Linked DNA regions of Gossypium hirsutum: regions 1 and 2 are each linked to region 3. A link is a contact called in public Hi-C data. All regions are on one chromosome and are shown on one strand. Each heading gives the region's core, a stretch centred on a gene start, on an enhancer-like site or on the middle of the called end of the contact. The rest is flanking DNA. Distances are from core to core; before and after follow the strand shown.

What was found. Hi-C and Micro-C count contacts between places; a contact is called where the count stands out from the background.
Region 1: a contact with region 3 is called in a Hi-C map of leaf, with 2.3 times the contacts expected there. The contact joins the promoter of LOC107910300 here to the promoter of LOC107910682 in region 3. A contact is called at or near these places in 3 of 34 Hi-C or Micro-C datasets (leaf and petal).
Region 2: a contact with region 3 is called in a Hi-C map of leaf, with 4 times the contacts expected there. The contact joins the promoter of LOC107910686 here to the promoter of LOC107910682 in region 3. A contact is called at or near these places in 8 of 34 Hi-C or Micro-C datasets (callus, hypocotyl, leaf and 1 more).

The regions. Positions count from the first base shown.
Region 1 is chrD02:24,682,924-24,685,993 of Gossypium_hirsutum_v2.1, reverse strand. It overlaps LOC107910300 (dolichyl-diphosphooligosaccharide--protein glycosyltransferase subunit 1A), which reads left to right and starts at 1,457. Exons shown (of 10, transcript XM_016838110.2): 1 at 1,457-1,701; 2 at 1,913-1,957; 3 at 2,067-2,701; 4 at 2,792-2,939; 5 at 3,018-3,070. The coding sequence starts at 1,606.
Region 2 is chrD02:23,978,191-23,981,005 of Gossypium_hirsutum_v2.1, reverse strand. LOC107910686 (dolichol-phosphate mannosyltransferase subunit 1) reads left to right here and starts at 1,436. Exons shown (of 9, transcript XM_016838645.2): 1 at 1,436-1,865; 2 at 2,613-2,712; 3 at 2,814-2,815. The coding sequence starts at 1,693. It overlaps LOC107910685 (1,4-alpha-glucan-branching enzyme 1, chloroplastic/amyloplastic), which reads left to right. Exons shown (of 15, transcript XM_016838642.2): 13 at 1-68; 14 at 277-396; 15 at 485-883. The coding sequence ends at 685.
Region 3 is chrD02:24,375,751-24,378,573 of Gossypium_hirsutum_v2.1, reverse strand. LOC107910682 (bromodomain-containing protein DDB_G0270170) reads left to right here and starts at 1,502. Exons shown (of 9, transcript XM_016838639.2): 1 at 1,502-2,100; 2 at 2,750-2,786. The coding sequence starts at 1,678.

The DNA.
Region 1 (3,070 bases), core at 208-2,707, 310 kb before region 3:
GATTAACCCAATCTAGGCATGCAAGCCTACCTTCATGGTTCAAACTCAGCTCATTAAATGTCCAATTTTCAATCCCGCTATACAAAGTTGGGTAAACTACACTAGTAATCATTAACTATTAGTAATTTTTTTACCATTCAACTATGAAAAATTATAAAATGATCACTCAACTATTTGATTTTTCCTTTTTTAGTCACTAGTTGTTAGATGGCTAATGGAAATATGACATGACATCTTTTAAAATTGGCATGGTAACAAGTTCAACCCTAAATGTTTCTATATTCTATCAATTTAATCTTAATTCTTTAAAAAATAGGTCTTAATGTTTACACATTACCTAAATTTATCCTGTTTTACATGAAAATATAATTCAATACATGATGAGAAAATTAAAATATATTTTTTAAATTCTTATTAAATTAGATAATTCTCAAATACATTGATTTCGTTATACTTTAAATGGTTGAGAACTTGATATCTCTCGATGACAATTAATTCACTTTTTTTGTTTGTTTGAGTTGGTTGCCATTGATGAAGCAAATCGAAGGTTTTTTTTTCTTTAAGTTGTTAGACTTCAAATTAGGTTGAATTAATGAAATGGGTACTTTTTATTTTCAATGAATTGAATTGGCTAGTTTACAAATTTTAGGTAACTTTGTTTCTTGTTGTTGTTCTTCATTTTTCCATTGAGTTAAATGTAGGGGCAATGCCACAAAGGGATGAAGTGAGAACACTCTAAATGCTCATATTTACTAGTGAAATTCATCGCTTGATGTCAGTTTTGGCTATCGATAATGCAAGTTTACTCATGGTTATGTAAACCTTTCAATTTATCCACTCACTAGACTCAATTAAGTTTATTGCAACTTCAACTTTTGGAAGTTGATGATTCAAAAGCACTTTTATTTTCTTTTATATAGTGGGTTAATTGAACGAGTAGCAAGACTCTCTATGTTCGTTGGAGACATTAAAGCTAATGATGACAATAACAAGAGCAACTCAGTTGAATTGACTTCAAATGAATCAAGTACGGATTTTATGAAATTTGTGAAGAGGGAACTGACTATGATTGAGTCATCTCAACTACTAGTATTCAATCTAACGATAGAGAATTAGAGTATCAAAATTAAAGAATGAGAAAAAGTAAAAATGATGATATTAGGTTTTTTTGTATTTCTATTTTTAGTATACTTTTGATCAAATTTAGTTAATATTTTTTTAGTTTTTCAAGTGAGAAAGTCACAAAAATGCAAAAATATTAAATTACATAATATGTAAATATTGATGATTATATTTTTTAAAATAAATTCTAAATTAACATAACGTATAAATGTCTAAAAATTAAAATTATTACTATGTCAGTTTTAAAAGCAGATACGTTATTTTTCCATTAATCTTTAATTGATGGGTGATAAAAAATATATAATGACTATTTTATTATTTCTCATTTGAAAAAAAAGGAAACTAGTAATTGAGGGAATAGCAATGTAATTTAGCCTACAAGGTAACAATAGATTACCAAAAGAGCCCTCCGTTCACTACAGGAACCAGAAACAAAAGGAGTCAACTAGGGGTCAAGTGCAGTAGAGATTCAGTTTCCCGACAATGGAGAGTTTCGGGTTTTGTTTCCTTATGCTTACAATCGCAATTTTGGCATCACCCGCACTTTCCGATCTGGTCCTTTCCAAAGTCGATCGACGCGTAAGTTTTTATCCTTCTCTATTCAAATTTCCCAGCTTTCTAGGGTTTAATATTATTGATAGTATTCCTTGCGAGTTCATTTCTCTGATTGGTTCACGGCTGCTTCTGAAGATTTTATCCATCTGAAACATCATCTCTTGGGTTGATCTGAACTGCTACAATAGTTGTATCTGTAAAGTTTTTATGTTAAAAGCGTCCCTATGTGTTGCAGATATATTTGACATCACATATTGTTCGGATTTCTTCAACTATGAAGGTGCTTCAGTAACACTCACTTTTCTTTTCATTCTCAAATTGCTAATGCTTTCAACTCTATTATCTCTTTTCGGCTTTATTCTTTAATGTGCTGTTATATTGTCCTTTAGGTGGAGAATGCAGGTTCCGAAAAGGAGTCCAAGGTTTTGCTGGCTTTTCCTGAGCAACAAGCCAAAAATATGGCATATTTGATTGCTACTCCACATGAAGGGAAAGGGAAAGGAAAAAACCCTGTTGTTGTTCTCCCTGTTGAGGCTGCCAACCCAAAAGACATGCCTGCTGCTTTGACATTCTATTCAGTATCTTTGCCTAAGGGATTAGCTGAGGGTGATAGCTTCACTTTTGATGTCTTGGCCGTATTTACCCATGCCTTGCGACCTATTCCTGAGCAAATCACTCAGGCTGATATTCAGCTTGTACTATACCAGGATAGTGCACACTATCTATCTCCTTATGCTGTGAAGGTTCAGTCTCTAAGTGTTAAATTGCCTGATTCTAGAATTGAATCCTATACAAAACTGGAGAACACAAAGATTCATGGTTCAGAAATCAAATATGGTCCTTATGAGAATATTCCTTCATTCTCGTACTCACCCATAGCAGTTCATTTTGAAAGCAATTTACCCTTTGCTGTTGCTCATGAATTGGTGAGAGAGATAGAAATTTCCCATTGGGGTAATGTGCAAGTCACTGAGCATTACAAGCTCATACATGGTGGTGCCCAGAGCAAGGGTGAATTTTCCAGGTTACTTCATATCTTTACCTTTTTATGGATTATGGTGAGCACCGTGCCGGGTTGGAAGTTTGTTTCTGAATTATTACTTTGACACTACAGGCTTGATTTCCAGGCCAGACCCAACGTTCGTGGTGCATCGGCCTTTAGGTATCTTGTTGCAAACTTGCCACCAAGGGCACATTCTGTTTATTACAGGGATGAAATTGGCAATATATCAACATCTCATCTGAGGGGTGACTCCAAAAAGGTTATATTGCTGAGTAGGATTTAAGAGCATCTATCATTTGGTAGTTTATTCTTATTGAAGTACCATTTGTCTTTGTAGACGGAACTATTGATTGAACCTAGGTACCCGATGTTTGGTGGCTGGAGAACTGC
Region 2 (2,815 bases), core at 187-2,686, 400 kb after region 3:
TACCTGAAACTAATTTCAACAACCGCCCTAATTCTTTCAAAGTACTCTCACCAGCTCGCACATGTGTGGTATGATTATCACTTCCTGGGCTTCCTGATTATATTATATCATATCATCCATCACAGACCATGCTTAGCATTGATAGTTGTGTATATTTATTGTTGTGCACTTAGGCTTATTATAGATTTCCAACCTTATATGGTATCATGGACATCGAATCTCCGCCTGTATCTACGGTCAACATGGACTGACAGATTTCTTACAAATTTTCCACAGGTTTATTATAAAGTGGATGAAAGTGTAGAAGAAACTAATGGTATCAATGTAATTAGTGTCAGTGAGACATTAGAAATGGATGCATCAAAGCAGAAGAATGCTGAGGAATCGGCTATCTTGGTAGGTGATATAATCTGTGGCTGTTTATATGGGCCCTGAGCCTAGGAATGAAAACTTGAACTGACAGATTGTTTAAGATTCTCCCCAGGTTGATCATGGAGATAAAGAAAATCCACAAGAAACTAATGACCGTGACACCGCCAGTTTCGATGAGGAATTGCAAAAAGATGGAGCAAAGCAGGAAAGTATTGAAGAACCAGCAGCTTCTGTGCTAGACAAAAAGATTGTGGGAAGTAAGTTAGATGAGCCGGAAGTGGAAGAGATGGAGGACAGAACCCCGGACGACTAAGCTTTTCGGCTCCTGCGCCAACCCTATGCGTAATAAGTGCTGGTTTTTGTTTTGTGAATAATAATAATAATAATAATAATAATAATAATAATAATGTGAGGAATGAGTAAGCAGGGGATTTAGTTTTGTTTGCAGTTTGTAAATTGTATGTAGACAACAACAGTATAGTCTGCTTAATTACTAGTTATTGCATCGAAATTCCCATGTCTGATCATGAGATTTCAACTTCAACGCTATGAGCTGAAATACTTCAATAAAACAAAGGTTAAAATATTAAATAAAATAAATAAATAAAACCCTGCACTTTACTAGTTTATTTATATAAATATGTATACTTTGTATACACTTAACTAAATCCTTAACCAACTTGTAAGTGGCAGACGTATTATAAGTTTAAGGAATTCATTTGTCTTTTTTTCCTCTACTTAAAAAATAGGTAAATTAATTTTTGTATATTAAATTAAAGAATAAATTAATTTTTTTATTAAAATTTTTGTACATTTATAACGCTAACAATTGGTGTAGTGATGGAATAATCAAAAGATCCGGTTTATTTTTTGATTTAATGTACAGAATCAATTTGTCCATATTTTAAGTGAAAGAATAAATGTAATCAGACTTTTAATATAAAAAATTCCCTAATACTTTTAGCCTTGTAAATCTTTTTCACTTTTTAGTTATATCTAAAATAAATCCTTAATCTTTAATTCATACCTACATAAACTTTCATTTGAAATAAAAAGTTGCCGTTATTTGGACCAGATAGGATTCTGCAAACTTTGAGTAAAATTCGAGGGATTTTTAGTATTTTAACCAATAAAAAATTCTCATTTAGCATTTTATTCTTTTGCAGCATTGTAGCTCAATTATGGGAGTCCGGCTATGAGATTAACCGAGTTGGTACCTTCTCGGTTGAAGCGGCCTGCTTTGTTCCTAGGCCTTAGCCCAATTTCAAGGTAGTCTAGCAAGCAAAAGTCAGCATCCCGATTCATCGTTGAAAAATTCAAATGAGAAATGAGTCAGCGAAACAAAAGAACACAGAAAATAAAGATTTAGGCCAAGGTATTTACACAGAAGAAGAAAAAATGGAGCAGAAGAACAAGTACAGCATAATAGTACCTACTTACAACGAGCGCCTCAACATTGCTCTCATCGTCTATCTCATCTTCAAACATCTCCGGTATTTCTCCCAACTTCAATTCTCTCTCCTTTAAAATTTTTTTTTTCTTTGATCGCTGAACTCTTAATTTTAGTATTTTTAACGTGCTCTATCGAGATCTGATTACATATCTCAAATTCGTGCTCTTTCTTCTGCCCCTCTTGTATTCATCGAGTTTATAAGTGGCGTCCCGTTCAGTATTTTCATTTTATGCAAATGATTTGAATTGGATAATGAGTATACATAAATATGACAATACTGTCATATTTAGTTTCTGTTTTCTGGAATAAATAAATTATCCGGCAATATATTGAAGCGCCTGTTGTTTTTATATAACTCTACACTTTCCCCCCGGATTTGGTGCCTATACATATGAATTAATTATACACTTAAACAGCCTTGTGAAATTAAACCGTAGGAGTTTAATCAATGATCCTATTTTTTGTCCTTTTAGTAGTATTCTTCTAGTCTTTGTAAATTCAAGTGGCTATATGTTAAAACTTCTCAAATTTTGATGTTCTTGGGGCCAAAGTTTTCACTACAAATCAGTACATTATTTGAATTAGTTTCCACCTTTCCCACTATGCCATTGCTTTGTGTCTGTCATGGGGCATAAAGGATTTATTTTCATATAAAATTAATGACAATGTAACTGGCCTAACACTCGCGAGATAAGTGTACCTACCTTAAAAACCTTTCCTCTTATACTGTGGTAGTTTGCAATATCTGTCATATTTATGTAACTACTTGTGATATTGCCTGGAGTAGGGATGTAGATTTTGAAATAATTGTTGTGGATGATGGGAGCCCTGATGGTACTCAGGAAGTTGTGAAACAACTGCAGAAACTTTATGGTGAAGATCGTATTGTAAGTTCCATTCTCATCTACCTTCAAAATTGGATCTATATGTAATCCGTCTTGCTGATCAATTCCTGTGCACCTCTGCTTCTGTTTCCTTACTGTTACAGCT
Region 3 (2,823 bases), core at 253-2,752:
ATGTTCTAATGGACCTTTTGTTTATTTGTTTATGATCCATTATTTTGGGAAATTTTTCATTTGTTAGAAGAAATGAAGAGTAGCCAAATCTTGTGCCTTTTGGGGTTATATCATTTGATATAATTTGTTTAATCATTTCCTTTAAAGCAACCATTAATGCAAAACTTTCTCATTAGCATCACCTTTTCCAATTTTATAATGTAGATAAACAAACATTTTTGTTTTTTTTGTTTTTATAATGTAGATAAACAAACATTTTTATTTGTTTCTCATTAACTTCACCTTTTCCAATTTTATAAGGTAGATAAACAAACATTTTTTGTTTCTTTTAGTTGAAAAAAGAAAAATAAATAGATGCTCTTTTTCTTTTGGATGCTTTGTGACTTTATCTTTTTTTAATAAAAATTTTGTGTTTAATACAATTAATTAATTTTAGATTATAACATAGGTAAAAAGTTTTATATAAAAATTATATAAATAACAAATGAAACTTTAGTTGAAATCATAAAATTGAGATAACTTGAGAAGTAATGCATTCAAATAATAGTGTACTATTTTAAAATATAGTAAATAAAATTTTTTAATATTTTAATATAATTAAATATAAAAATAAAAAACATTTTAATATAAATTAATATAAAAATAATTATATTAAGAATGTTATTAAATTATATTTAATAATAATTATATTAAAATAGGATTAAATTATTTATTTTTATTTTTATTTTTATTAAATTATATTTGATAATAATCTTATTAAAATTTAATAACCACATCTAAACAAAATTCTGGTAAAGGTATTATGGTCATTTTAGTTTTTTTTCTTTATGCTATTACATATCTATTTCATTCAACCAAACACAATAATACAATTACAGTTATATTTCATTAAATTCAACCAAATAATTGAATTACTGATTACAGCTCTATTCCATTGTAACTTTATTACATTATAGCTCTATTCTATTCTAGTGAACTAAACGTGCCCTAAATTGTTAAACTGAAAATATAATTAAAAAAAAAACATATTAATAATGTTTATCAAATTAAATTTATATTTTTCAATTATAGTAAAAATTAATTACATTCATCGACTAAAGTAGAATAAATATAAATATAAAATTATAAAAAATCAAATGTTAATAATACATAAAAGAATTAATATATAAGAAATTAATAATAATATTATCTAAATTATAATATTTTATTATTCAAATCATGATGATTTTTTGTATTATTTTACTAATAAATATTTTTAAAATTATATAACATTAATATAATTGATTTTAAATTAGTTAAATATTTTAAAAAAAGTTTTATAATTACATTACCTTTTCAATTCATTAATTGTTTTTTAAATAATTTCATTAAAATTTTTAAAATAATTATTTTTTAAAGAATTTCATTAAAATTTTTAAACAAAGATTTATATTATAAAAAAATATTACAAATTTAATGTAAATAATGAAATTCGTGTCACGTGAGAGTGGGGCACATCCCATCCATTTCACGTGACTTTCCCTCCACGCCGGCATCCTATCCCAGTGATTCCACTCCCTTGCTCCATCAAAGAAAAAAAAAACACCAATATTTCCATTAAAAAATAACAAAAATAATAAAGGGCAAGAAAAAAAAGAATACAGTAATGAGATTGGAGGAGAGATAGCAGCAGAGACAATGAAGAGGAAGAAGGGAAGACCCTCCCTCTTAGAACTCCAGAAACGCTCTCTCAAACAACATCAACAGCAGCAAGCGCTTCAACAAAACCCCCTAAATGTCCTAAACACTATTTCTTCTACCAATTCCAGCCGTCGATCCGCTCGCCGGAACCCCAATCTCCACGGAGGCTCCCCAATTCCCGATTGGATTGCCGGAGGAGGTGGTGATGATGATGATGATGACGACGACGACGAGCGCCAACAGAAGAAGCATAAGCTATTGCTCGGCCTCAATTCTTCTCGTAATCATCACCATTATCCGATTCCTTCGGCGCACAATTCGGCCTCCTGCGGTTCCGATTCGAACGCGGATGGTGGCGATCCCGAGGCATCCCTCAAGCGACGAAAGGTTACCACCCTCAGTCCTAGATCTGATCAAATGGTGATTAGTTATCCATGAATATATATAAAAAATCAAAATAGCTTTTTGTGGGTTTTTGGAAGTGATGTCTTTTGAAACAAAAACAGACAAAAGAAGAACGAAAAAAGAAAAGAAAAAGAGAGATTTTCCTATACTTTGTTTGGATATTTTTATTTATTTCCTTTTTGAAATTGAACTTTTGGATTTCGCGCGTGAATTGCATTCTTGTGATTGGATCGGAGATTATGGACATTGGACAGGTTTGACTAAGTCGTGAACTGTGCTTTTCTTTTTTCTTTTTTGGTTATTTGATATTTATCTTACTTTTTTTTTATTTTTTTATTTTCGGAAAACTTGATTTTGTCTTGAAAATCTTCTTTATTTCCTAATTCTACAAATTTTATTCTTTATTATCTTGTATTTATCTGGCCTTTATTTATGTGCAGAATAAGATATGCACAGACCATCATGTCTGAAGACCCAAAAGCTTCAATTTGTCTTTTCTTTAATATTAAGAATAATTCGCTTATCAAAAACAAAATAATAATTCTACTTTTTATTTCTGCTCATTTTAATGCTACTTTTCATCACCAATTCTTCAATGAACAAGGCAAACCATCTCCATCTGTAGTTTCTATTTGGGTTGTTAAATATGTTGTCTTGTTTGCAGGGAGAAAAAGTATCCAAAACTACGCACACACTTCATGGTAAAAATCAATCCCGACTTTCATGAAAAGGCATTTA